Linked DNA regions of Mus musculus: all the other regions are linked to region 1. Evidence: chromatin contacts called from public Hi-C, HiChIP or PLAC-seq, Micro-C and promoter capture Hi-C data. All regions are on one chromosome and are shown on one strand. Each heading gives the region's core, a stretch centred on a gene start, on an enhancer-like site or on the middle of the called end of the contact. The rest is flanking DNA. Distances are from core to core; before and after follow the strand shown. Region 1 holds the start of Rims2 (regulating synaptic membrane exocytosis 2). Region 2 has its middle 16 kb from the start of Gm35248. Region 3 holds the start of Klf10 (Kruppel-like factor 10). Region 4 holds the start of AU022793 (expressed sequence AU022793). Region 5 holds the start of Lrp12 (low density lipoprotein-related protein 12). Region 6 overlaps Lrp12 (low density lipoprotein-related protein 12). Region 7 has its middle 19 kb from the start of Azin1.

What was found. Promoter capture Hi-C pulls out the DNA fragments that hold promoters and counts their contacts. A called contact is a pair of places that touch in the nucleus more often than the background predicts. HiChIP or PLAC-seq counts read pairs in DNA pulled down with a chosen protein or histone mark.
Region 2: a contact with region 1 is called in an H3K4me3 HiChIP or PLAC-seq map of embryonic stem cells, with 3 times the contacts expected there. The contact joins the enhancer-like site here to the promoter of Rims2 in region 1. A contact is called at or near these places in 3 of 39 promoter capture datasets (the HPC-7 cell line, hippocampal neurons and second pharyngeal arch cranial neural crest), 2 of 484 Hi-C or Micro-C datasets (cerebellum and embryonic stem cells), 4 of 115 datasets of contacts at active chromatin or transcription factors (embryonic stem cells, large pre-B cells, neural tube and 1 more) and 1 of 9 other capture datasets (embryonic stem cells).
Region 3: a Micro-C map of embryonic stem cells shows a contact between it and region 1, with 9 times the contacts expected there. The contact joins the promoter of Klf10 here to the promoter of Rims2 in region 1. A contact is called at or near these places in 3 of 484 Hi-C or Micro-C datasets (cerebellum and embryonic stem cells) and 7 of 115 datasets of contacts at active chromatin or transcription factors (bone marrow-derived macrophages, embryonic stem cells, epiblast stem cells and 3 more).
Region 4: a promoter capture Hi-C map of hippocampal neurons shows a contact between it and region 1, with 3 times the contacts expected there. The contact joins the promoter of AU022793 here to the promoter of Rims2 in region 1. A contact is called at or near these places in 1 of 39 promoter capture datasets (hippocampal neurons) and 1 of 115 datasets of contacts at active chromatin or transcription factors (bone marrow-derived macrophages).
Region 5: a contact with region 1 is called in a Micro-C map of embryonic stem cells, with 9 times the contacts expected there. The contact joins the promoter of Lrp12 here to the promoter of Rims2 in region 1. A contact is called at or near these places in 1 of 39 promoter capture datasets (hippocampal neurons), 2 of 484 Hi-C or Micro-C datasets (both in embryonic stem cells) and 1 of 115 datasets of contacts at active chromatin or transcription factors (microglia).
Region 6: a contact with region 1 is called in a Hi-C map of the N1E-115 cell line, with 2.4 times the contacts expected there. The contact joins the enhancer-like site here to the promoter of Rims2 in region 1. A contact is called at or near these places in 1 of 39 promoter capture datasets (hippocampal neurons), 1 of 484 Hi-C or Micro-C datasets (the N1E-115 cell line) and 1 of 115 datasets of contacts at active chromatin or transcription factors (kidney).
Region 7: an H3K4me3 HiChIP or PLAC-seq map of stem cell-derived neural progenitor cells shows a contact between it and region 1, with 19 read pairs. The contact joins the enhancer-like site here to the promoter of Rims2 in region 1. A contact is called at or near these places in 2 of 39 promoter capture datasets (cranial neural crest and pre-B cells), 4 of 115 datasets of contacts at active chromatin or transcription factors (embryonic stem cells and stem cell-derived neural progenitor cells) and 1 of 9 other capture datasets (embryonic stem cells).

What each region holds. Positions count from the first base shown.
Region 1 is chr15:39,196,809-39,199,978 of GRCm38.p6, reverse strand. Rims2 (regulating synaptic membrane exocytosis 2) reads right to left here and starts at 1,693. Exons shown (of 27, transcript NM_053271.2): 1 at 1,441-1,693. The coding sequence starts at 1,616.
Region 2 is chr15:38,281,086-38,284,255 of GRCm38.p6, reverse strand. No RefSeq gene overlaps it. Among named protein-coding and RNA genes, the nearest start is that of Gm35248, 16 kb to the left of the region's middle. Within about 2 kb of position 1,440, at least 79 of the 459 cell types and tissues checked have an H3K27ac peak or open chromatin away from gene starts, as enhancers often do. A contact at or near this core is called in the HPC-7 cell line and embryonic stem cells, where this site is marked.
Region 3 is chr15:38,299,145-38,302,314 of GRCm38.p6, reverse strand. It overlaps Klf10 (Kruppel-like factor 10), which reads left to right and starts at 1,604. Exons shown (of 4, transcript NM_013692.3): 1 at 1,604-1,756. The coding sequence starts at 1,721. All of the region lies in intron 1 of Gm35248 (a long non-coding RNA gene), which reads right to left.
Region 4 is chr15:39,961,142-39,964,311 of GRCm38.p6, reverse strand. It overlaps AU022793 (expressed sequence AU022793), which reads right to left and starts at 1,663. Exons shown (of 3, transcript NR_045719.1): 1 at 1,506-1,663; 2 at 38-237.
Region 5 is chr15:39,942,505-39,945,674 of GRCm38.p6, reverse strand. It overlaps Lrp12 (low density lipoprotein-related protein 12), which reads left to right and starts at 1,681. Exons shown (of 7, transcript NM_172814.4): 1 at 1,681-2,071. The coding sequence starts at 1,993.
Region 6 is chr15:39,923,981-39,927,150 of GRCm38.p6, reverse strand. The region is part of intron 1 of Lrp12 (low density lipoprotein-related protein 12); the gene reads left to right. Among named protein-coding and RNA genes, the nearest start is that of Lrp12, 18 kb to the left of the region's middle. Within about 2 kb of position 1,545, at least 17 of the 459 cell types and tissues checked have an H3K27ac peak or open chromatin away from gene starts, as enhancers often do. A contact at or near this core is called in the N1E-115 cell line, where this site is marked.
Region 7 is chr15:38,536,846-38,540,015 of GRCm38.p6, reverse strand. No RefSeq gene overlaps it. Among named protein-coding and RNA genes, the nearest start is that of Azin1, 19 kb to the right of the region's middle. Within about 2 kb of position 1,420, at least 32 of the 459 cell types and tissues checked have an H3K27ac peak or open chromatin away from gene starts, as enhancers often do. A contact at or near this core is called in stem cell-derived neural progenitor cells, where this site is marked.

The DNA.
Region 1 (3,170 bases), core at 444-2,943:
TAAGCCAAATTCCCTAGTAAATATTCAAACCTAAAAATTAGTATTGAAGCAATTCCTAATTGTTCTTTTATTATTTTGTGAGAACTTGTATCTTTTAAAGATATATATCTATTTGATATGTTTGTTACCATAGGTTATGTAAAATCTGCTTCACTAAAATGTGAGAAGATGTACATCTAGACAAGGTGTGTTTTCATTTGTAAAAAAAAAAAATACTGAATTCAACAACCTGTTTTCAAAATAAGTGGTGAAGGTCAGTAAGCTATTTCTTTTCAAGGAGGAAGTCAACGCTTTTAGTTGTGTGTTTCTATAGCGATTATGGGAAAGTGTATTCGGTGACATGCAAGAGAACTGCCCTCCCTCTCTTTAGGCATATACAGGTTAATTTTTATAGTGAGTAACGACTTGGACAAACATTAAAGGGTTACAGATCTTTACAGATCCAGACAATGACTTTCCAGAAGCAACCGAGATATAAAAAATCATAAAACATTTAAAAGCAAACCTGTAGAAACAATCTCAGCTACAGTGCTACACTGACAAGGAATCCCAAAGTAAAGGAAAACTCATTCTGGACAGTTCCCTGGTGCTGAAGTTACACCGCCTCTAAACCGATGCTTGGGTGCTACTTTCACGCCTCCCACCCTCGCCAAAACCCCGCTGGCTGGACTGTGAGCAAACATAGTAGAACTTCACAAGCAGGGAGCAACCCAAACTGCCACGATGGTAGGAAGTGGAGTCTCCTCGGGATCCTACAGATTTACTAGTTGCAAACAGGAAGAACAGCAGCAGAGTGCAGGGTGTTAGCACCCGCCGAGGGGGAGGGGCTGGAAGATGGCGGCGGCCGCACACCCACCCGAGACGAGACGAGACCGCGCTTAGGCCCCCTCGCCCGCCCCGCAGCCTTCCTGTCCGCTGCGACCGTGGGCAGCGCAGCTCCTCCCGGGGCTGGGGACGGAGCCGGCCCTCGCAGGCGCGGGACGAGCGACCCCGGTGGCACCGGCACCCCGGGCCTGGGCGCTTCACCCGGGTCCGGCCCGGGAGCACCTGTGCACGGCCATATTGGATTCCTTGCCCCAGTCACTGCCTCCGCGCGGGGGCGGCGGGAAAGGAAATGGGACGCGAGGAGCCAGGGTTCAGCCTCATCCCGGGAGCCGAAGTGGCCCGCGGGGAAAGCCGGAGGGCGCCGGGGAAACCGCCGCCTCCCCGAGCTCGCCACCGTCACCTCAGCCGGCCTCGGCGCCCTCCCTCCGCGACACACACCCCCGCGGCTGACAACTAGAAAGCGACCCTGGCGGCCGCGGGCCGCAGCCCTCGTGGCCCCCGCGCCACCGGCGGGGAGGAAAGGCGGCGATCCCCGGCGCGCGGGCGGTCGCGGGGAAGCGGCCGAGGGGGGCGGAGGGCAGGGAGGGAGGCGGGAAGATGGAGCCGGGTCCTTACTTGAGCACGGACTGCTCCTTCTCCTCTTCTTTCTTCTGACGATCCATGACAGCCAGGATGATTTTCCTCTCCTCTTCCGTGAGGTGGCTGAGGTCCGGCATCTCGGGCTGCGGAGGAGGTTGAGAGGCCGCCGGGGTGGGAGCCGGGCGGCCCCGGGGCCCGAGCGGAGCCGACATGTTTGGCGGAGCCGAACCACCCTAGGGAAGCAGGGAGGCAACTCCGCTGGCAGCCGCGGCTCGGGCGCGGGCGGCTGGGGCAGCCTCCGGGGCTGGGACAAATGCATACAAATCAATGGCCTTCAATCCGAGGCGACAGCCCCCCTCCCCCAGGAAAGAAGGCAGGGGGAGGGGAGGGCCGAGGGGGGAGGGCTGAGGAGTGCGCTCGGGGAAATGTTTCTTCTTCCCGGGGGCGAAGGGCTGCCAAGTGAGCGGTTCGCGGGAGCGAGGAGCTGGAGGCCCCGACGCCGAGTGCGCGGAGCGGCGGGGGAGGGCGGTGGAGTAAGGTGGCGGGGACGGCTGAGGGTGGGGTGACTGGAGGGAGGCGGCCGCGGGCCGGGGCGCGAGTGTCCGGCGCGGCGGCGGAGCGGAGCGGGAAGCGCTGCCCGCGAGCCCGACCCCTGGGGAGTCCCGGGAACTCGCCCCGAGCGCCCGGAGGCGGCGAGAGCGGCCGTCCCGCCGGCTGGCGCGTCACCGGGCTCCGGGGCTCCGCGAGGGAGGACCCCTCCGGGAACCACGAGGCGCGGGCTGCGGCAGGGGACCCCAGCCCCCACCCCGGCCCCAGACGGCCGATCTTCCGGCCCGCGGCCCGCGGCTGCCAACGCCCGGACCCAAGTGAGCTCGCGCGCGCCGCGGGGCCGGCCGCCCGCCGCGCCTCATCACGCGCCCGCCCGGGGTCCCGCCGCCGCCGCCCCCAGTGTCCGCGGAGTCGGCGCGGCGGGCCCGCTAGGTGCACTCGCCCGCGCCGCCTCTGCCTCGCCGACTCTTCCCGCCGGGCCCGTGTCCCCTGCGAACCGCCCAGGCCCGGACTCGGCCGACGCTCGCCCCGGACCCTGCTAACGGCTGGGGCGGGGCGGGGAGCTGTGAGGAGCAGGGCGGCGAGGGAGCGGGCGCCCCGGGGTGCGGGGCTGTGGGCGGTGGGGGCGGGAGGATCTCAGGTGGCTGGCGCCGAGCCTGAGGGACCGGGCGCCCCCCGAGCTGTCCCGGGCGGGGTACTGGACCCTGGACGAGGGAAGATCGGAGCAGGTGGGTGTCCCTGCGGTGTCAGCGGCCCGGGACTCGCAGCGGGGAAGAGCCTGAGGGAGTGGAAAGGACCTGGGCGGGAGTGCGGAAGTTCTGGAAAACTGGGTTGTCGGTACCCGCTGCACGGAGAGGTACAGAAGACAGGATGCTGGGGCGGTTTGCCCGAGGCGATTGGAAGGTGTAAGAGGGAAAGGGTCAGATCACGTCCCCGGAGGAATCGGGCCGTTCAGCCCCTTTCTGCCGGTCACTCTAATCTAGAGAAGAGTCGTTATTGGAGCGTTAGCCTGATTTTAGAAAGCCTGGAGACAGGCTCAGTCAAAGAACAGAAGAAAACCGACTCCAATAGGAGGGAGGTGGCCACCACCGGCGCGGGCTCTCAGAGAAGCCCAGCGCAGCCCAGACAGCTCTCCCTCGGGGCGGGGCGAGCCAGCTGAGGTGATCTGGATCACCCCCTCTTCCTCTTCCTGCCACTAGACAGGTGCTTGGTTAGCA
Region 2 (3,170 bases), core at 191-2,690, 920 kb after region 1:
TGTGTATCCTTTTCTAAAACTTAAATTTAGTTCAACAGGAAAATGCAGTGGGGTTCTGGTCTGCTTTGGGGGCTGGAGGTGCAGCCTGGCTGTGACCTTTGCTGCACTGCCTCACAGGCCACTCTTGGTTCTGATTGTGGTGAAGGTTGACTTCCAGGAGCATTTGAGGCTGCTTTTCTGACTCAAAGCAGCATTGCACTGCCCCCCTGTGGCTGGACAGGGTCATGACTCCAGGAGAGTCAATGGGTTGTGAACAGATGTGATTCCCCGGGGCCCCCAACTGCCAGAGTGGGACATTCTGGTTGTAAACCACCGCCTTAGCTGTCGCAGTGGCATGGATGTGACTGATCTAAGTCACAGGAACTTCTGGAATGGATGTCTTCATTCTGAAACCCCTAACAACGCTGCTCACCTGAAGTTTCTCATGAGCAGATGAGTGACAGGCCTTAAAGACAGCAAGAAAGGACAAGTGTGCACAGCTCCTGCGATGTGGTACCCAGGGGCTCTCATAAAGAAAAGCCTGGCCCGGCCCTAAGAAGCCGGAGGCCTAATGCTTTGGTGTTAAGTCTGTGGGTTACATAGTTACATAGTTAAAAGCTAGCCTGAACCATGTGTTGAGATGCCCAGGCTGCTGAGCAGGTAAAATCGTGACCGCATCCCCATATATTTTGTGTGAGTGTGTATGTGCACATTGATGTGTGTGCAGGTGCTTAAATGTGTGTTTTAGGAGAGCATTATGCAAGTATAGCTTGCATGTGTGTGTGTGCGCACATGCGAAAGCCAGAGGTCAACCTTGAGCATGTGTTAGTTCTTTTGTTTGTTTATTTATTTTTTTGAGACAAGGATCTCTTTACAGCCCTGGCCTCAACAATTAGGCTAGACTGGCTGGCCAGCAAGCCTCCGGAACTTAGCTGTCTCCGTCTCCCTAGCCCTGAGATTATAAGCACATGCCATCACATTTGGCTTTTTAAAAAAATAAATTTCTCTCTCTCTCTCTCTCTCTCTCTCTCTCTCTCTCTCTCTCTCCCTTATCTATTTATGAGGTCATGCATGCCTTGGTGCTTGGGTGGAGGTCAGAGAACAACTTGTGGAAGTCAGCTCTCTCCTCCCACTATGTGGTCTCCAGGGATCAGACTCAGGTCTTCAGGCTTGGTGGCAAGCACCTTTATAAACTGAGCCATCTTGGCGGCCTCACGTTCTTATGCTTGCAAAGCAGGCGCTCTACCGACTGAGCTATCCTCTACATTTTAAGAAAGGTTTATCGTGGTTACAAGCACAAGCTTTGGACTCTGGGTTTCAAGCCCTAATTGCACTACTTATTCGGGTGTGGCTTTGCAGGGGTAGTGTGGAGAATGAGGGTGAAGCAGAGGGGGCAGGGGCTCCTAACACAAGTGAGGACCACAGGAGGTGAGAACCACAGGAAGTGTGGGGGAGGATGCAGACAGCAGCAGATCCTCAGCTACTCCGTCCTACCCTCAACTGCTCCTTCTGGCCTCGGTATGTGTCTAACTCTCCTGGCTCCGATTTTTGCCTTTAAGGACAAATGGCAGAATTCCCTGGAAGACAAAGGCTCCACACTCGGGAGTGACTCAAGTCCTAAGCCCCTGGCCAAAAGCTGGGGCTTCCTCCATGCTGGAGTGAAGAGGTGTTGATGGTTTTTGGTTTTCTTTTCTTTTCTTTTTTTCTGAGTTTCCATTTTGTGGGGCATTGTTCCACTTTGTCTGCAGGCCTTTTTCAGCAACTGTGTAACAAATGCTCTTTAAAGACAGCCAGCAGTGGCGGCACCCAGACTGCCCTGCAGGGCTGGGCCAGTGTGCAGACACCCTGGGTGGTCGTTGCAGCTGTAACTACCGGGTCAACAGCCACTGAGGAAGAAAACCGGGTGGAAACTTGACCTTGGCCCCCAGCTACTCCACTAGTCTGGTTTTGCTGCTTTAGTGCTTAACCTGCCCAGGGGCTACATCTGGGATTAGAGTCTGCAGGCAGGGTTTTGGGTCAGGGCTCAGCCCTGAACTCCCAGGGGAAGAACGTTTCATTCCTGGTTCATTCTCCACTGCTTTGAAGGTTGAAAGCAAACTACTACCCCGCTTCTGAATCCAGCCTGGGTTTCCTCTTAGCTCATCCTGAACAAACTGTTTGACTGCCTGGAGGAAACGCCATGTTGTTTTTTCTCAAAGATGAAGTGGACACTACACTAATATTTACTCAGACAACTTTGTTTAAAGGATGGCTCAATGTGCATTTGAGTTGTATTGCAGAGCCAGGTGCTCAATAAACGTTAACTACAAGAGAAGGTGTGGCTGTACTCACCTGTGTTCACACTGGGCGGGGCACGGAGAACAGCAAGCAGTCTCAAGTCCGATGCTGACCCAAGCTATAGCAGATTCTAAGCTACTATGTGAGTACTTGTCTCAAAAAACATAAACAAACAAACACACATAAATTAATGTTAGCTTATGTTATCTCTTAAAATATTATATTTAATGGGGCTAGAGAAATGGCTCAGCGGGTTAAGAACACATACTACTGATCCTGTGGGGCTCTTGGGCATCCGGGATTCCAGTCCCAGGAGATAAGACCTTCTTCCAACAGACATGCAGACAAAACATTCATACACACAAAATAAAAATAAATCGAAGTATATAGTAAGTAAAACCATCAACATCATCACCACTGTGGTGTGTGTGTGTGTGTGTGTGTATGTATGTGTGTGTGCGTGTGTGTGTGTGTGCGTGTGGTGTGTGTGTGCACGTGTGTGGTGTGTGCGCGTGTGGTGTGTGTGTGTGCGTGTATGTGTGTGTGCATGTGGTGTGTGTGTGCGTGTGTGTGTGTGTGTGTGCATGTTGTTAGGTTTGCACAGTTAGGTGCCAAGTGCCTTTGCGTGCTGAGCCATGTGCCCACCCAGTACGTACTCTCTTACCACCTCCCTCCCCATCATGCTGCCCTTCCGGTGTGTAGAAACTCATGTTACCTCTGTCTGGAAATCGCTCCTTCCTCTCCACTGTCCTCCCATAATCTTGCCCGTTGTCCATTTCAGACTTATTCTGAAACCAGCCAGAAAAAGCCTGAGTGGGGGCTGGTGAGAGGGCTCAGTGATTAGGAGCACCGACTGCTCTTCCAAAGGTCCTGAGTTCAAATCCCAGCAACCACATGGTGGCTCACAACCATCC
Region 3 (3,170 bases), core at 355-2,854, 900 kb after region 1:
TTGGCGCTCCTCCAGCGGATTCAGAGCAGGCAGTGACAGGAGGCCATTCAGTCATCTTCCCCCACTCCCACCCCCACCCAGGGCTTCTCTGGCCCACGTTATTATCATTACATTTGTTGCTGGCTGGCTTTAGGTATACCAGAAGGAACCATCAGATAGATGTTGGTAGAGCTGGAGGCCTCTAAAACAAATTCCCTCCTTTACCTAGTCTGTGGTGACTGAGAAAGGGCACCTGCTTTAGCCCTTTTAGCCCAGCAGGCTGAAAAAGCCCACAGGAGGGCAGTGACTTTTGTCTCATGATCTGCCTGTCCCAGGGAGAAGATAAAAATCTCTAGTTTGCTTTAAGCCCCGTTATCACTCCCTCCGGCTCCAACAGCTGCCGTGAACCCGCACAAACGGGCGAGGGGGCGGGGCAATAGGGCGCCAACGAGGAGCCAAGAGCTCTCAGACTAGGAGGCTACAGCCTCAGCCGGGCTGCTGCACCCACAAGCTGGCTTCCCTAAGAAGCTCAGCTTGCCCTCAATCCCTGGAGCGGTGGAGGGGGCAGGGACAGGAACTCGATGTTTGACCGGGTCAGGAATCCCACCTGCAAGCATGCTTTCCTCACCCCATCCCCTCAAGCGGTTTCTTGGTAGGGCGTCGGCGAAGACTGTGGTCCCGCGGGTGGGGGAAGTGGAGTCCACCTTGGAAATAGCTCGAACATTGTATTTTAAACTTCAACTACATCAAACTCAAACTCGATTCTGCCACCGAGCGTCGGGTCTGGGGCTCCCTGCCACGCCACTAGCTCTTTGGTACCGGCTTCCCTTAGTCCCCACTCCAACCGCCCAGAAGGACGGGAGGGACGCGCAGAGGCGGGCCCTGCTGCTAGTGCCTGTGCTGCAGATGGGAGGACGAGCCAGCGCCTGCCGCCTTGGGCGTGGGCGGTGAGTGCGAGCAGGTGTCTGTTCCGTGACAGGGCTCCCGCCGCCACCATCTCGCCCTGGTTCTCCCCAGTCCTCCGGCTTAGAGTGACAAAACCCGGCAAATGCTCAGAAATGCCGCTCAGTGGTTCATCCATCCCTTGCTTCCACGCAAGACCCACGAGAACCACGCTGCCAAAGAACGTCTGGTGGCTCGGAGCCGCGCTCGCAGCCTCCGCCTCCGCCTCCTGCTCGGGGTCCCGCCCACTCCCTGGCGGGCCCAGACGCTGTGGGCGCGAAGGGGACTGGGCGGAGCGGGCTTCCCTTCCCACCCCCCACGTGGGGCCGGCTCTCCGCAAAGCCTAGTCGCCGCCACCGCGCCTCCCAGCTATGCCCCGCCGCCGGCGCCGCCCCCGGGCATGGGCGGAGGACTGAAGGCTAGGGTTGGGCGAGGGGCGTCACGGAGTCAGGTGGTCCCCGGAGTTCCCCGGGGCTGGACCGAGGGAACACGGTGCCTCGGGTTGTGTACACGCTCCACTGACAGAGCCTCTTGCAGCCGGGCAGCCGCTGATCACGCGTGGCTCTGCCAGCTCATTGGCTGAGGCCTCACACACCTTTGCCGCTGATTGGTCGACACTAGGCCCCGCCCTCTACCCCGCCCGCGGCGCGGGGCAGGCAGAGCGGCTACCTGCACGGGGAGGGGGGCAGACAGCGCGGAGCGCGGTGGCGTCGACGTCTAGTGTCTCAGTGCTCCCGTCTGTGGCTAACTAAGCAGCCAGCAGCCAGGCAGCTCGCGACCTGCGGCCAGGCAGCCAACCATGCTCAACTTCGGCGCTTCTCTCCAGCAAGCTTCGGTAAGTTACCTGAGGATGCTGGTCCTTTCCTGCCGGTCAGTGTAGGGGAGCCAGCCGGAGCGCGAAGCATGAGCCCCTAAATAAGCCACGCCTGAGAACCCAGGCTGCAGCGGGGTCTTGCAAGGGATTTCCTCCCTGCAGGCTGGAATATCATCGAGGGCATGTGCAAAAAAAAAAAAAAAAAAAAAAAAAAAAAAAAAGGGTCGGAAGAAGCCTGGGACCTGGACCAGGGGAGAGCGATCCTGGGTATCCAGGAGACAAGGAGGACTCTCAGGGAGACCCCAGGAGACGAGTGAGCTGGAGGGGCTGTCTCCCTGGAAGCGCGGTTTAGATGGAGGGGGCGCCCTGCACCTGGCTCTGGCGGGAGATGCCCCTGTCTGCACCAGGAATGCGACCCGGGGTGACAAGGACTACTCACGGTCTGCCTAGCCGAGAGGAGGGCGCCTGCTCTTCGGGGGAGGGGGAAACCCTGCCAGGTGGAGACCGCGGGGCTGGGCTAGCCCGGGGCTGGGGGAGGGGATGGCCGGCTTCGCGCGGGGTATGGAAGGCACGCGGACTCTGCGGCCGCCAGGGGAGCCGCGGCGCCCCCGCAGACGTCGGGAGGGGACTCCCCATCCGAGGCGGAGGCAGGTGGCTGCCTATAGATTACTCTTGGCAGGGGGCAGGGTCCTGCCTTGGAGCCCGACAGCTTGGCGGGGGAGTCGGGACCGCGAGACGCGGGGGCCGCGTGTCGAGGCGGGAACCGTGGGGCCGCGCGCCTGGAGCCCGTGCTGTGGGCGCCGCACGTCTGGGAGCCTGCAGAGACTGCTTGCGGGGGCTCAGGCTGCCGGAAACAGCAGTCGGACGAATGCTGCAGATGCGGGTAGGCTGAGGTCCCGCGGGCCGAGTGGGCGGAGTGCCCCAGGCTCCGGCCGCTCCCCGGAGGCGGCGAGCAGGAGGAGGGCGGCGGTCGGGCTTCCGCGGGGACCCGGCCCCACCTCCCGCAGCCGAGGCGGAGGCCAGGGATGGGCGGCGAACGGGTGCACCCGGGGAGCTTCTCGTCCCCGAGTGACCCAGCCCCGGCCTCCGCCAGGGGCGGGAACGAGGCCCGGCCCTGCTGTCGGTTCCTAAGGGAACCGCGGCTCGGAGGAGGTGGAAGGGGCGGGCGACTCGGGAGCCGACACCGCCCAGCCCTCGCGCCGCCCGGCGCGCACTGGCGAGCGGTTGGCGGCGGCGCCCGCGGCCCCTCCCCGGCCGAGCGGGGGCGGGGGCCCGTGCTCAGGAAGTAGGGGAAAGGTGACGGCGCGGCAATTCCCAGTTCACGTTTCCTGCGCCGCCCGGAGCAGTCGCTGATCACGCTTTGTTCACATGCCTCGCCCCCTCCTCCTCGCGCCCCCACCCTGCCCGCCCAGCCAATCCGGACGCGGGCCGCGGG
Region 4 (3,170 bases), core at 414-2,913, 760 kb before region 1:
GGAAACCGTGGGCCAGAATGCATTCAAGAAGGCTTACATGTCCGGAGGTCTGTGATCCCCTTAGTGACTCAAAGGCGGGAGAATCCTTCTTACCCCAGGCCAACCTCTCCACCACAGTCTGTTTCTTTCTCTCTCTTCCAGCACCCTGCTGCAAAGGCAATGTTGAACACTCCCTGCATGTCAACATCAGGATCTCTCCACCGGTTCCTTCTCTGTCGCCTGAACAATTTCAGCTTCCTATTTCCGAATAGAACTCAATTGGTCCTCCATTCCAGTGGTTTCAATATCCTCAATTCAACAGTGTCAGAAAGATAATACATGGGGACACATACTTCCTTCCTCTCCATTATGTGCTCTGTGTTGGCTGTTATTAGTGACCTATGGCAGAGTGAGTCCATAGGAGGAGGTGTGCAGGTCACATATGCACACTCTGTCTGGAGCCTGCAAAGGTTAATAAGTGTTCCTGGAGCCAATCTTGCTGTGGATACTAAGGGACAACTGTACACTATAATAATATATATAATATACAACATATAATATGTAATGTGCAATATGTAATATATCATATATAATATGCAATGTGCAATATGTAATATGTAACATGTAATATATAATATATGTGTATGATGCATGATGTATAATATATAATATAATGTAATATAACATATAATATAATATATAATGTGCAATATATAATATAATAATATACAGTTTTAAATTCTCCGCGAGCAGTCTCTGTTCCTTTCTAGCATGTTCTTCTGCAGAACAGTCTTTACTTCCTCAGTGAATTGCCATGAGGGTTCCACTCTTTCTATTTCCTTGACACTACAGCCAAATGTCAGGTTTTACAACCTAACTCTCTGGTCCTTCTTCAGTGGACATCTTGACCCCTTTGCATCATCTGACCATCCTGTCACCTCTCATCTTGGAACAATTCTCTGAGTCTCATGCTGATATTGCCAGTTCTTCTAGACCTTTTGGCTAGATCCTTTTCCTCTCTCTGGTTATTTGTTAGGGACAGACAGGAATCATGTCTGTATTTCTTTCAATTTGTAATGTCTTCCTAACTGATCTTACCCATTCCTGCAGCTTCAGTTGACAGCCATTAGCACCCAGAACTATGTCACTAGGTCAAACAACTCTTCTGCAAGTATCAGTTCTACAACCTGCATCATTTGCAGGGATCTAAAGCCATATCTGATCTCTGTATCGAGCTTCTCCTAAACATCCCATATCTTCACTGATGGGCTAGCACTTTGCCCATCATCTGAGACAAGATTTTTCGGATCCACCAGACTCACCCTCTTAATTCCAATGCACAACCAAGTCCTGTTTTCAAATCATTTTTCCAACCTGTCTCTTTCTTGTCAGTCTTGTGATGACCACCTTCCAAAACTTCCCCTGCCTCCTAATTTAACATCCTCCTACCCCGTAGTGGCCAGGCGCTCCTCCTTACATTGCAGTTCTTTCTCCATGCCCTTTCTCACGCTCCTTTGTGTACTCACCCGCATCCTCGGCCTGGAGTTTTAAGTCTTCTTTTACTCTCAGAGTGTTGGCTGGATTTCCAGTCACTTTTCAAGGTTAAACTCTGTGGAGACTTAGTAAACCTCCCAGCCCCCATGAAATGGATGTGTCATCCCTCTTCTCTCCCTACATCACACACAGACATCCGTCATGCCACTGCAAACACTTTGTGGTGCCTAAAAATAGTCCCACTATATTCTAGGCTTCCTTTGCTCCATTTTCGCTTCCTTGATTTTGAGAACTGGGACTTACTAGTCTTTCTGCTCTCTGCGCAAGTGCAGTGTGAAGCTCGCTGTTGACAGTCTCAGAAGCTTGCAGGACAAGCAAAGGGAGCCTTTATGCTGTCAAAGGGACAAAAGACACCATCACGAAAGGCACTCCCTTTTGTCTGGGAGCAGTCATACAGCACATTAAACATTTACTGCCTCAACATTCCACTTTACCTCAAAATCTGGTTTTGCCTTTAAATGACAATCTTACCTGTAACTGTGATGGAATATTAAATATTTATTGAATAATACTTTCTATACAGGCAGAAGCATAGACTTTCAGGATTGCCTAGAGATTTGATGCATAACCTAGACCTTCCACTCACCAGTCACTGCAGGGCCTCTGTAAAATTGCATGTGCTGCTGACTTTGTTTCCCATACTACATTTACAAACCTGAGCCCTGAACCATCTGTGTGCTCCTGCTGCCTAACAATGCTGTGAGAAAATCCCGGGAGTCATGCTACCTTACAGTGATCTGTGTTTTGCATAGGATTCCAGTCTGAGCCACATCCACACGGGTATCCTACCGAAGCTGTTACCCAGCACTTCTGACTTTGCCTTACTTAATATCTTGCTTCCCAAATTCACTTAGCATCTGAATCTGACCTTGACTTACAATCACCTTTAGATCTTTATCAGAGTTAGTTCCTGGAGTAAATTGTCTAGCTATACATCTCCAGTGTCTGAAACAGGCTTCTCTTTCTTCACTTGATTGTCAACTCTTAGAATTCCAACACTCATCTTCTCTACACTCTGACTTGGGGTATAATATCTCATGAACGGCTTAATCAACTCCCTAAATATTATTTCTCCTCCAATTGCTAAGTACTCAGAATAGATACATTTTAACAGTTTTCCCACTAACGTACTGATGCAATTATAGGTATGCTGTATCCCCCATATATGTACACAAACAGAACACATTAAATATATTGTATAGGCTGAAGAGATGTCTCAGCACCTAAGAGAACTGGCTGCTATCACAGTGGACTTGGTTTTAACTCTTAGCATCTACATGGTCACTCATAACTGTTCTAGTTATGGGGATCCAGGGAGTCCAACACCTACTTCTGGCCTCTACAAAACACAAAATTCACACATAGTGCACATATATTCATGCAGGCAAATATATAAGATGAAAACAAATAAATTTTTAAATGTATTTATTAGTGCATTCACTAAAACAAATAAGTATATTTACAGAATGTTCTAATTATGGTTTATTGCTATGAAGAGACACCATGATCATGGCAACATTTATAAAGGAAAATATTTAATTGGGGCTTGCTTACAGTTCAGAGGTTTAGTCCATTATCATCATGGTAGGAAGCATGGTGGTGTATAGGCAGTGTAATGGCTAAAGAGATAGCTGAGA
Region 5 (3,170 bases), core at 432-2,931, 750 kb before region 1:
ACCACTTTCCTATTTGCTTTAGAGATGGTAACATGGATTCTTATGTTTTATTTGAAAAGAACTAAAAATAGTTAAAGCTTCCATTTTAATTTCTAAGTAGAAGTTCTCCAGAGTCCTCATTAAAATTTAAGAAGGCTAAAGGGGCTTAGAAAACAAAAGATTGATTATTTGACAGTCGAAGAGGCCACTCAGTAGATGAACAAGTGTTTGTGGAGGAGTGCAGGCGAAAGGGTCCTGGGGGTGGGGGGCACCATGTGTCTCCTCTTGGGACAGAGTTCCTTGAATGGTACTGAAAGTGATGGGGTGGGAGACGAATGCAGTACAGTCTACTTTTTCATTGTGTTTGTGGCCTGACACAAATTCAATGAACAGAAAAAGCTCTGGGAAAAAACAAAAAACAAAACAAACAAACAAACAAAAACAGCGATCAGAGTGTAGTGTCATAAAACAAGGAATCATATCTGCTGATTGCAGAATCAGGAACAACAAAATTGCTGTGTTCTCAAAAAAGAATAGAAAAAAAAAATCCCGGTTCAGGACTTTTGTTTATTGCCATCTTGTAAAAGATTTCTTAAGCATTAACTTTTCTCTTCTGACATATAATTTCAGGGGGTCACTAAAGGGTCAAATAAGCAAGAGATACAGGAAAACTCTAATGTACCTCCCCAGGCATATACTAAAATTTAATGTAACTGATGGGTACTAAGCATTTTGCTTGAGTTTCCTGCTAGTGTGAAAGTGCTTGACTTTGGGATGGGGGAAACAAAGTCCGTAGATTTACTTGATAACTCCTTTGGGATAATTTAACCTCTTTGAGTCTCATTAGCTTATCTAAAACGTGGATAATATTCATCTCACAAGATTGTCGGGAAACAAAGATAGCCTGTGTCAACAGTACAGCATAGGGCACTGCTGATCTTCAGCGAATAGTGGACAGTGCCTGTAAATGGCAAGGACAGCAGGCAAAACAGTGCAGACGACACTTTAAAAAGGTGGAAGTGCCAGTGTGTCACTACAGACAGAAGCTCTATGGGTACTTAAGGGAAAGAAGTGTCATACTTGTTAGGAGCTGAGAAGAGGCTTAGGGCGGGGGGGGGCGGGGGGGGGTCAGGGATATCCCTCTTTCCACGTCCCAGGTCCACTCCACCCCACCCGAGTGTCAAAAGGGTCTCCTGCGTCTTCCCTGCCAGATTAGAAGCACAGACCCTGTAGCCCGGCCGGATGTATCCCCAGATCCTTTGGCTGAGATTCTACATCAGGTTATCCACAGGGACCTACGACCCATTCACTCTTTCAGAGCCAAATTCAAGCGGAGCCGGCAAGGTCGGGGGTCTTAGCAACGGACTTCTAAGTTCCCACCCCTCTTCCCTCCACGCGTAGCTCATCAGCCTAGAGGATCTCCGGGGAGGGCACAACACCAAGGCCGGGGACTGCGGCGGAGCTCGGTCAGAGCACATCCCCGCCGTCCCGCTCCCCCCTCCTTACTCCCCACTCCAGCCCTCGAGCCCCTGGAACCCAGCGGCCGGCGTTCGCGTGCTCGCACATCGATTGGCACTGCCTCGCTACTCCGGCTCCAGGCGCGGCGAAATCCGCCCGAGCTCGGCCGAGTCCAGGGAAGCGCGGGGCGGGAACCAAGACAGGCGGGCCAGGGGATTGCCGAGTGCACGGATGAGCGCCGGTGCCGGCTCGCGCTCAGTCTGGCGGGTGGCGGCGCCGGCTGGTTGTGCGGCGCGAGGCCGGAGCCCCGCAGTTGCCGGCCCTGTCGCCTGCGGCTGGCGCGCGCGCTGCGCGTCCCTGCCCCCGGGAAGGCCGGCCCGCTAGGGGCTCGCGCGACCGACGCAGGGCCGGCGGGAGGGAGCGCGCGCGGGCGGCCCCGCCCCTCCCCCTCCGCCGCCGCGGAGCGCGCAGGGAGCAGCCAGGGGCTCGGCGGCGGCGGCGTCTGGCCCCAGCTCCTCCTCCTCCATCTCCTCGCTCCCTCCATCTGCCGTGGGTATGGCCCGTCGCTGGAGCACAAAAGAGTCTCAGCGGCGGGGGTCGGCGTGGCTCTTGCTTTTCCTCGCTGGGGTGTACGGTAAGTGTCCACCTCCCTGCGCCCCTCTGACCGAACAAAGCTGGGGCGACCCCGGGGGCCCCCCGGGCCTCCAGGACGGGCTGTGCTTGGGCGACCCGGGGAGACCTGGGTTGCCGACGGGACAAAGACCCACGCGGGATGGTGCGGGGAGGGTTGTCTGCCCGCGGGGATGCTGGGGTCCTCTGGCCGCCGCCGATCCTTCGGAGCGATGGAGGCGGGCCGGTCCGAGCCAGGGGTCCCTGCGGAGCGACGGCGTGCGGGAAAACTCCCCAGCCCGGCGCGAGGCCCCCGGCGGCTCGCTCCTCTAGCGCTCGCTGCCGGCTGTACAGTCCTCGCGCACAAAGATGTGACCGTGAGACTACGAAGGGGAGGTCGCCTCCGGGACGGTCCTGTCCCAGATCCTTCCCGAGGCAGGAAGTTCTCTTCTCAGTGAAATTGCTGTCGTGCCCATCTCTCTTAGTCCCCATTCCCTCCAAAAGCACCCCGATTGCTTCCTTCCCACCCCTCCACCTCTGCGCCTGGGGCTCTGTGGGTCTCGGGCGTGTAGGATCTCGTTCCCCAGTAGCTGCACTGGAGAGAAGGCCAGAAAATAGTTTCCAGCCCCACCTCAGTCTTTCTCTATTGGGACGTACAAGTCTGCCTTGACTCCCAGTTCACTTATCATTTCATCTGTGCCCTCTGATGCTGTTGTGACTCTTGCCTCATTCCGGTCTGCGATCTGGTTAGGGACACTACTTTACGGATTGCAGTCTGATTGTGTGTCACGACCGTGCTTTGTATGAACTAGAACTAAAGGAAATTAAGAGGACTGCTCACCACTGAGACCTCAGCTTGGGCTCTGACTTCACCATTCTTAGTTCTCATGAGTTAACTCCTTGAATGGATATTGCAGAGAACACAATTAACATTTCCATTTTGGAGTAATGGTTTGATTTCTCCAGAAAAACAAACAGAAGCTACGGGGGGGGGGGCGGGTATTTTTACTTATAAAAAGTCCACTTCATTTGCCACAAATACTAATTCAGTAGTATAGTGGCGGTGGTTTCTGTAGCATATAATTCCCCAGCATATGGTAGCACCTCTTTTGAAAGTATTTGTC
Region 6 (3,170 bases), core at 296-2,795, 730 kb before region 1:
CCTCTTTGTAAACAAGCTGATTTAATTCTTCTTGCATTTATCGTTTTTAATTTATTACTTGAACTTTCTGGTTGTGAGTCTACTGATAGATGAGCCAGGGATGCTGGATTATTAATGTTTTCTGAATGTATTCCAGTTTGCTCTTAATTGAAATTTCTAAGTGGCAAGATGGTTGGTTATTGGATTTTTATACTACCTCCCCTCAGGGTTTGTTGCAAGGCTATTAAATGACTTACACATATACTGTCTACATCAAATGCTAATTTTCTTTTTTCTTTAGTAGATATACAAATGACAGCATATAGGAACCGTAATTGGATAGTTAATAAAGTTAGAAAGATTAACTTCAGAAGCATTTTAAAACAGCACCAACCAATTTAGCAAATAAGTAAAAAAAAAAGCAAAACAACAACAACAACAAAAAAACCTATTCTATCAATTGTTCAGAATCATTAATAAGGATAAAACAAGACTGGTTAGGGCTCAATGAAATGTCCATTCATGCTTTGCTAACAAATGCTAATCTTTGACTCATGTGTTTTGGGTATTATTTGACATAACTTGGACATATCTTCATAAACTTTCTTGATGTTGATCATTAGGTTATTTATATTTTGCTCACATTCATAACTAATTCTATAATTGATAAGCTTTTGTTAATTTTTCTTTGCTTTTTTGTATTTCTATGAGTCATAAAAGTACAGTTACTACATCAAAAGCTGGAACACTTTTAAAGTTCTCAATAAAAATAATGCCCAATTTGTATTGAGTAATTCTCTTTTACTAATTATTACTTTGAATGCTTTATATATAATTTATTTAATCTTTTTCCCAAACTCAAAATGGATCATATTTTAACTCCATAAGTAAGCTGCGGGGAAATTTTTTATGCATTTGCAGCCAAGATTTTTTTCTAGAAGAATTTGAGTACAGTAAGCCTTTGCTCATAGATGTTAAGATTATGTGTCTTTTAATGCCTTCCCAGTGAACTATTACAATAATAACACCAAAGCAGCGAGCACAGCCAGAGCCATAATTATGGTCACTAAATGCCATTTGTCACAGAAAGGACTCAGGGGTCATGGGGTGGATGATTAGTTCCACTGTGGTGCAGAAAACACAACAGATGACTGCGTTATTCTGCCTCATAAAGCAGGGAAACTACCAGAGACTAGCAGTTCATGTCAAAAGGCATCTGCTGATCTAATAGGTCCGTTAGCTGACGGTGAAAAAACATAAGCATCAAACCATTAATGAAGACAGGTGATTGCAATACACGGATGTATAAAAAACTGTTCCTCCTGTTCACTTACAATAGGGCACACACTGTTGTAACAAACACACGAGTTGATACCAGTGAAGACAAATGGCTGGCACACTGTAGCCTCTGAAAATAAGCACCTGTGAGAAAAGAATTAAACATTTATGTGTTTCTCTTTATGAAACAATGTATCCGGGTAAGCAAATGCCTTAAAGGGAAAGTTTTTATTGAAACACAGCCACCGGTTTGTGTGCGTATACTCTGTTGCTTTTGTGCTGTAGGACAGAGCTTGCAGCAGACTTTGACCAGCAAAGCCTAAACTGTTTGAAGATCTCTTTTTACAGAAAGTGGTTGCTGATCCTTGAACTAGGTGGACAAAATTAAATGAGCTAAAAAGGAAATGATGCCACAGAATGTGGACATGAAGCAGGTAGTCTCCTTTTTTAACAAGTTAGTCTATGGCTAAGCAATGGTCTCTAAAGCATCTATTCAAAGTGGCAGGTAATCTGAATTTTTTTCCTCTTTGTGAATTTCCTTTTTTTTTTCTTTTTTTTTTAATTAGATATATTTTTTTAAAGTTTTGTGTAAGGTTTTATTGCTATACCCATACAAAATTCCATTTATGATGCAACATGATCAGTCCAATTTCAGAATTACTAAAACAGTTACCAAATGTAACACTGAGACTATTTCGAAGTAGCGGAAGGCTTTGTATGAACACACTGAAAAGATACATATGCGATAATCAGGCAAGTCAGATTATGGTCTGGTTATATTAGATGATATTGAGAACTCTTTAGGATATTTCTTAATAGCATTATGGATAAATAGAGCTGTACTTTGAGACACATGGTGGACTGATAATTAGCATTCACATTTAGTATAACTCCTAAAAGCCAGTGGAGAAGGTCACAGAATCAGTAATCAAATGCCAAACTCTTAGGCCACCAAGGCCTACACTTTTCCCTAAGTGTGACAGGCTTTGAGGTAGCTTGCTTTTTTTTTTTTTTGAAAATTCCTTCATCCCTTGGAGTCCACGTCAGTGTAAGCAAAGTAGTTGTCTCGCTTCACTGAATCCAGCTGTCAGTTGCAGAGCAGCAGTCCAGCATGAGTCCACGTCATCCTGGTTTCATACCTGATCCTATTCAGTAAGGAGATGCGCGTTGTCAGTTTAATCGCTGCCCTGAGCCTCCTGTTCCTCAGATGGGGTCTCAGTTGTTCCTGAGGTGCTTGTGAAAGGACAGTGTTAGGCAAATGATGACGTTTGTAGCTGCAGTGAGTCACATATCTTGGGAGGTATCATGAGAGAATTAAGTGCAGGATTTTTGTAGTAAGATACACCTCAGCTTGGATATTATGATTTCTAGTTGTGTTACCATGAACAAGTAAGTTATTATTATCCTTAACATTTAACTTCTTTGTTTGTATATACTGGACACAATACCTATTTCAGATACTTCCATGATAGTTAAGTAAATTGAAATCAGTGAAGATATTTGTGGGGCTGAGATGGTAGCTCAGTTGGAAAAGTATCTATCTTGGACCTGAATTGGATCCCAAAAATCCATGTAACAAAAAGTCAGGTGTAGCAGTACACATGTGTAATTCAGACTCAAGGGAGGTAAAGACAGACAGACAAACTGACAAAGGAGCATGTGCGCGCGCGCACACACACACACACACACCTGTATGTACTCATAAGTTATTTTCTCTTTCACTCAAGGAAGCACACATGCATAACAGGTAGGTATGTTTACCTGAATCATTTTTAAAAGTTACACAAAGGACAAGTCCCCGTGGGTATCTCTGTAGGATTTTATTGTGTGTGTGTGGGGGGGGGGGAGGCTCATACACATATACGGCAGTACAGGCAGACTCAGTGCCACAGCACTCAAGTTGCAATCAGAAA
Region 7 (3,170 bases), core at 171-2,670, 660 kb after region 1:
AATGGAAAGGCAGAGACAGGAGAAGCTCAGTGAATTCCAGGACAGCCTGGTCTACATAGTGAGTTCTAGGACAGCCAGGGCTACACAGACCCTGTCTCAAAAAGAAATAAATAAAATAAACAAATAAACAAACAAAGGAAAACCTTTCCTTTCCTTCTAGATGTTTTTTCCCGACCATAAAATGGCTTGACTTCATCTTTTGTTTGTGTGTCTGTTGTTTTCCTGACTGTGAGTACCAGCCACAAGAGAAAGGAGAGTTCCCTCAGCTGATATTGCATGGAGAGACTTCTCTCAATAAACTCCTTTCAAGAGATCAGTCTTAAAATGCCAGTCCTTGAAAGATTCCTGGACTGCTGGTTTGCTGAGGAGAAAATTCCCACTTATGTCCTGCTTGCCCTCTCCACTCAAGACATTCCAGTCGGTCTTCTCTTTCATCGTCCTGCACACACACCAAGAAGGCCTTTGGGGTTCAATCAGAAAAGGGGAGCAAGAGAGAGCATCCAGGCTGCAGAGAAGTCTTGACTGATTCCTCCGGTGTACTAACTGCTAACAGTGTTTAGTATGCAGGCAGTGTGCTCTCACTATAGACGGACTATGCCTGGAATATCACAGCACCCCACGGAGGAGGTGCTGCACACATCCCCATTTTATAAGCCATGGCACAGAATGTCAGCCCAAGCAGGACATGCCGTAAGACAGCTGCCCAGGGCTGACATTTCCTTTGCCTTTTGTTGTTGTTGTTGTTGTTTGTTTTTTGTTTTGTTTTTTTTCAAATAAGGTCTTATGTATTCTAGGCTGGCCTAGAGCTCATTATAGCCACTGACGATCCTTAGTTTTTGATTCCCCTGCACCTACTTCCCCAGCCCCAGTATTGACATTCTAGAGTTGTACAGCCAGGTCAAACGCTAATCCTACCAGTACTAGACACTGAGCAGGCTAGAGATCCAGTGACTCAGTTTCCCTCTTTACACATTAGAGGTGGCATTAGGACCTAGAGTTTATGTGAAGACTATGATGAGACTCAAAGTGCTGAGGAGAATTTCAGGTACATCATCAATTTCATCCTATGATCTCATTCGCTCAGCTGATTCAGGGTTAGACTACAGTCCTAGCTACTAATGTCTCTGGCTCCTCCCTGGATGTGTCGGAAGTAAGATTCTAGGAAGCCCAGGGTGATGTGAATATCTACCCCGCTGCTCACACCGGTCTGGGGTTTCTCTCACATGCAGAGTGGGCTGTAGCTCACACACCCTCTGATACATCTGTGAGTCATGAAGAACAAATGGACAGATACAAACTGTAGGTCCCAAACTGTCATGTCTCTACGGATGCCCAGGTTTTGTAACACAAAACACTGCTCTGAGAGGCCGTTCTGAGAGGCTTTGATGGAGCTCTCGGACCTGGAGTCCTGCCAGGGTGTGCTGGAGGCAGCCTCTCTCTCAGCCTGGCCTTTTGGGCACCGCTCTTTTCCTTAAACAAGTCAATGAGCCCTTTCTTCAGCCCAGCCTTGTATCAGCAAGGCATGACTTGGGTTTGGCTTACCACCTCCATCCACTCAGTGAGATTGCTGGATTCCAGTCACCAGTGAGGCTTGCTCCTGCCCCACTGTTTGGTGCAATCATCCTGGTTTGCAAAGAGATTTCCCAGATTGATGCTAGAGCCACAAACTCCAAGGTCCACACTCCGAATTAAGCAGTAATCCTCCCCCAAGCATAGGAAAGTAGGCTCAGAATGTAAAATCACGTGACTGTTTAGTCAAGAAACACAAAGAACCACAATTCCTATGTATAGACAAAAAAATTATTTTGTTTTGTTTTGTTTTGTTTTGATTTTTGTTTTGAGACAGGGTCTTGCTATGTAACCCTACTGATCTAAAATTCACATGTAGCCCAGTCAGACCTTGAACATACGGCAATCTGCCTTCTTTTCAGCCTTATGAGTGCTGTAATTATAGGCATATGCTATTATGCCCTGCAAAAGATACCAATTTAAAATTTTTATTTGTTATTCATTACTACTACTACATGTGTACATGTATGTGCATGCATGCACATATGTGTACACATGCTCTAGATCAGAGGACAACTTTTGGGAGTAGCTTCTTTCCTTTTACTATTGAGTCTAGAGTGTGTGTGTGTGTGTGTGTGTGTGTATGTGTGTGTGTGTGTGTGTGTGTTAAAGTAAAACAAAACAAAACTTGGGAGACACTTTTACTTAAAATTCTAGGGACTCGGTCTGGAAAACAAATACACAGATGGAACATTTTACTTATGAAATCAAAACGAGAAACATAACCAAGAGACACTAAGAAAACAGGCACGCACACTCGAGTGAATACAGGAGGTCAGAAAGTTACCATTTCCTCTCCACTCTGCTTTTAGTTTCTTCACTAAGACCAAAAATCAAATTATGCACCAAGTTTAACAAGCTCTGTACAAGATACAGAGAATTCAGGCAGGGAGGAAGAATAAAGGCTTAGCCTCACAAATGGATGGTTCAAAATTTCCAGCACATGTTACCTCTAGATTGTAATCGACAGCGATACACATCCTTTGGGGAGGGTTTTGAGACAAGAGGCCCCCTGGCTTCGTGTTTCTTCCTCTTTCATTTGAAGCACCATGGAACCAAGAAGGAAGACATTGTGCTTTTTGTCCTGTTATGATGAGTATTTAAGAGGTCTGAGTTTATCCTTGAGTTTGAGTCCTCAAGGTTTTAAAATCTTTCTTGGCAGAGAAGTCCCTCATCTGTCCAAGATAGGGAGCATCCATACTCGAATTTTTAGAGCAGACCTGGCTTCAAAAGTTCCATCACTTTGGCCAGTGTAACAGTCTGGTTTGGTAATCCCTGAGGGTAAGCCAGGCCTGAACTCCAGGTGTGCTGATCTCTTCGTGACCTCAGAAAGAGATTCTTCCTCTGTATCAGGATCCTTTTCAACAGCTATATGTACTAAGTCCCTTTTAAGAGATACCGGAATTGAGTGTTCCTTGTGTGAACCATGAGCTGGATCTATAGCATGTATTTCTAGTCCTGCTGGCAATTCTATAGTATACCCATTACTGTTGAGTAGTTCATTGAATAGTTAAATAACTAGGCTCAGAAAACATCATTCAGCAAGACAGTAGTTAAACTAGATTAGAAAACATATATGTAAAAAAGCACACTTCTGTTCT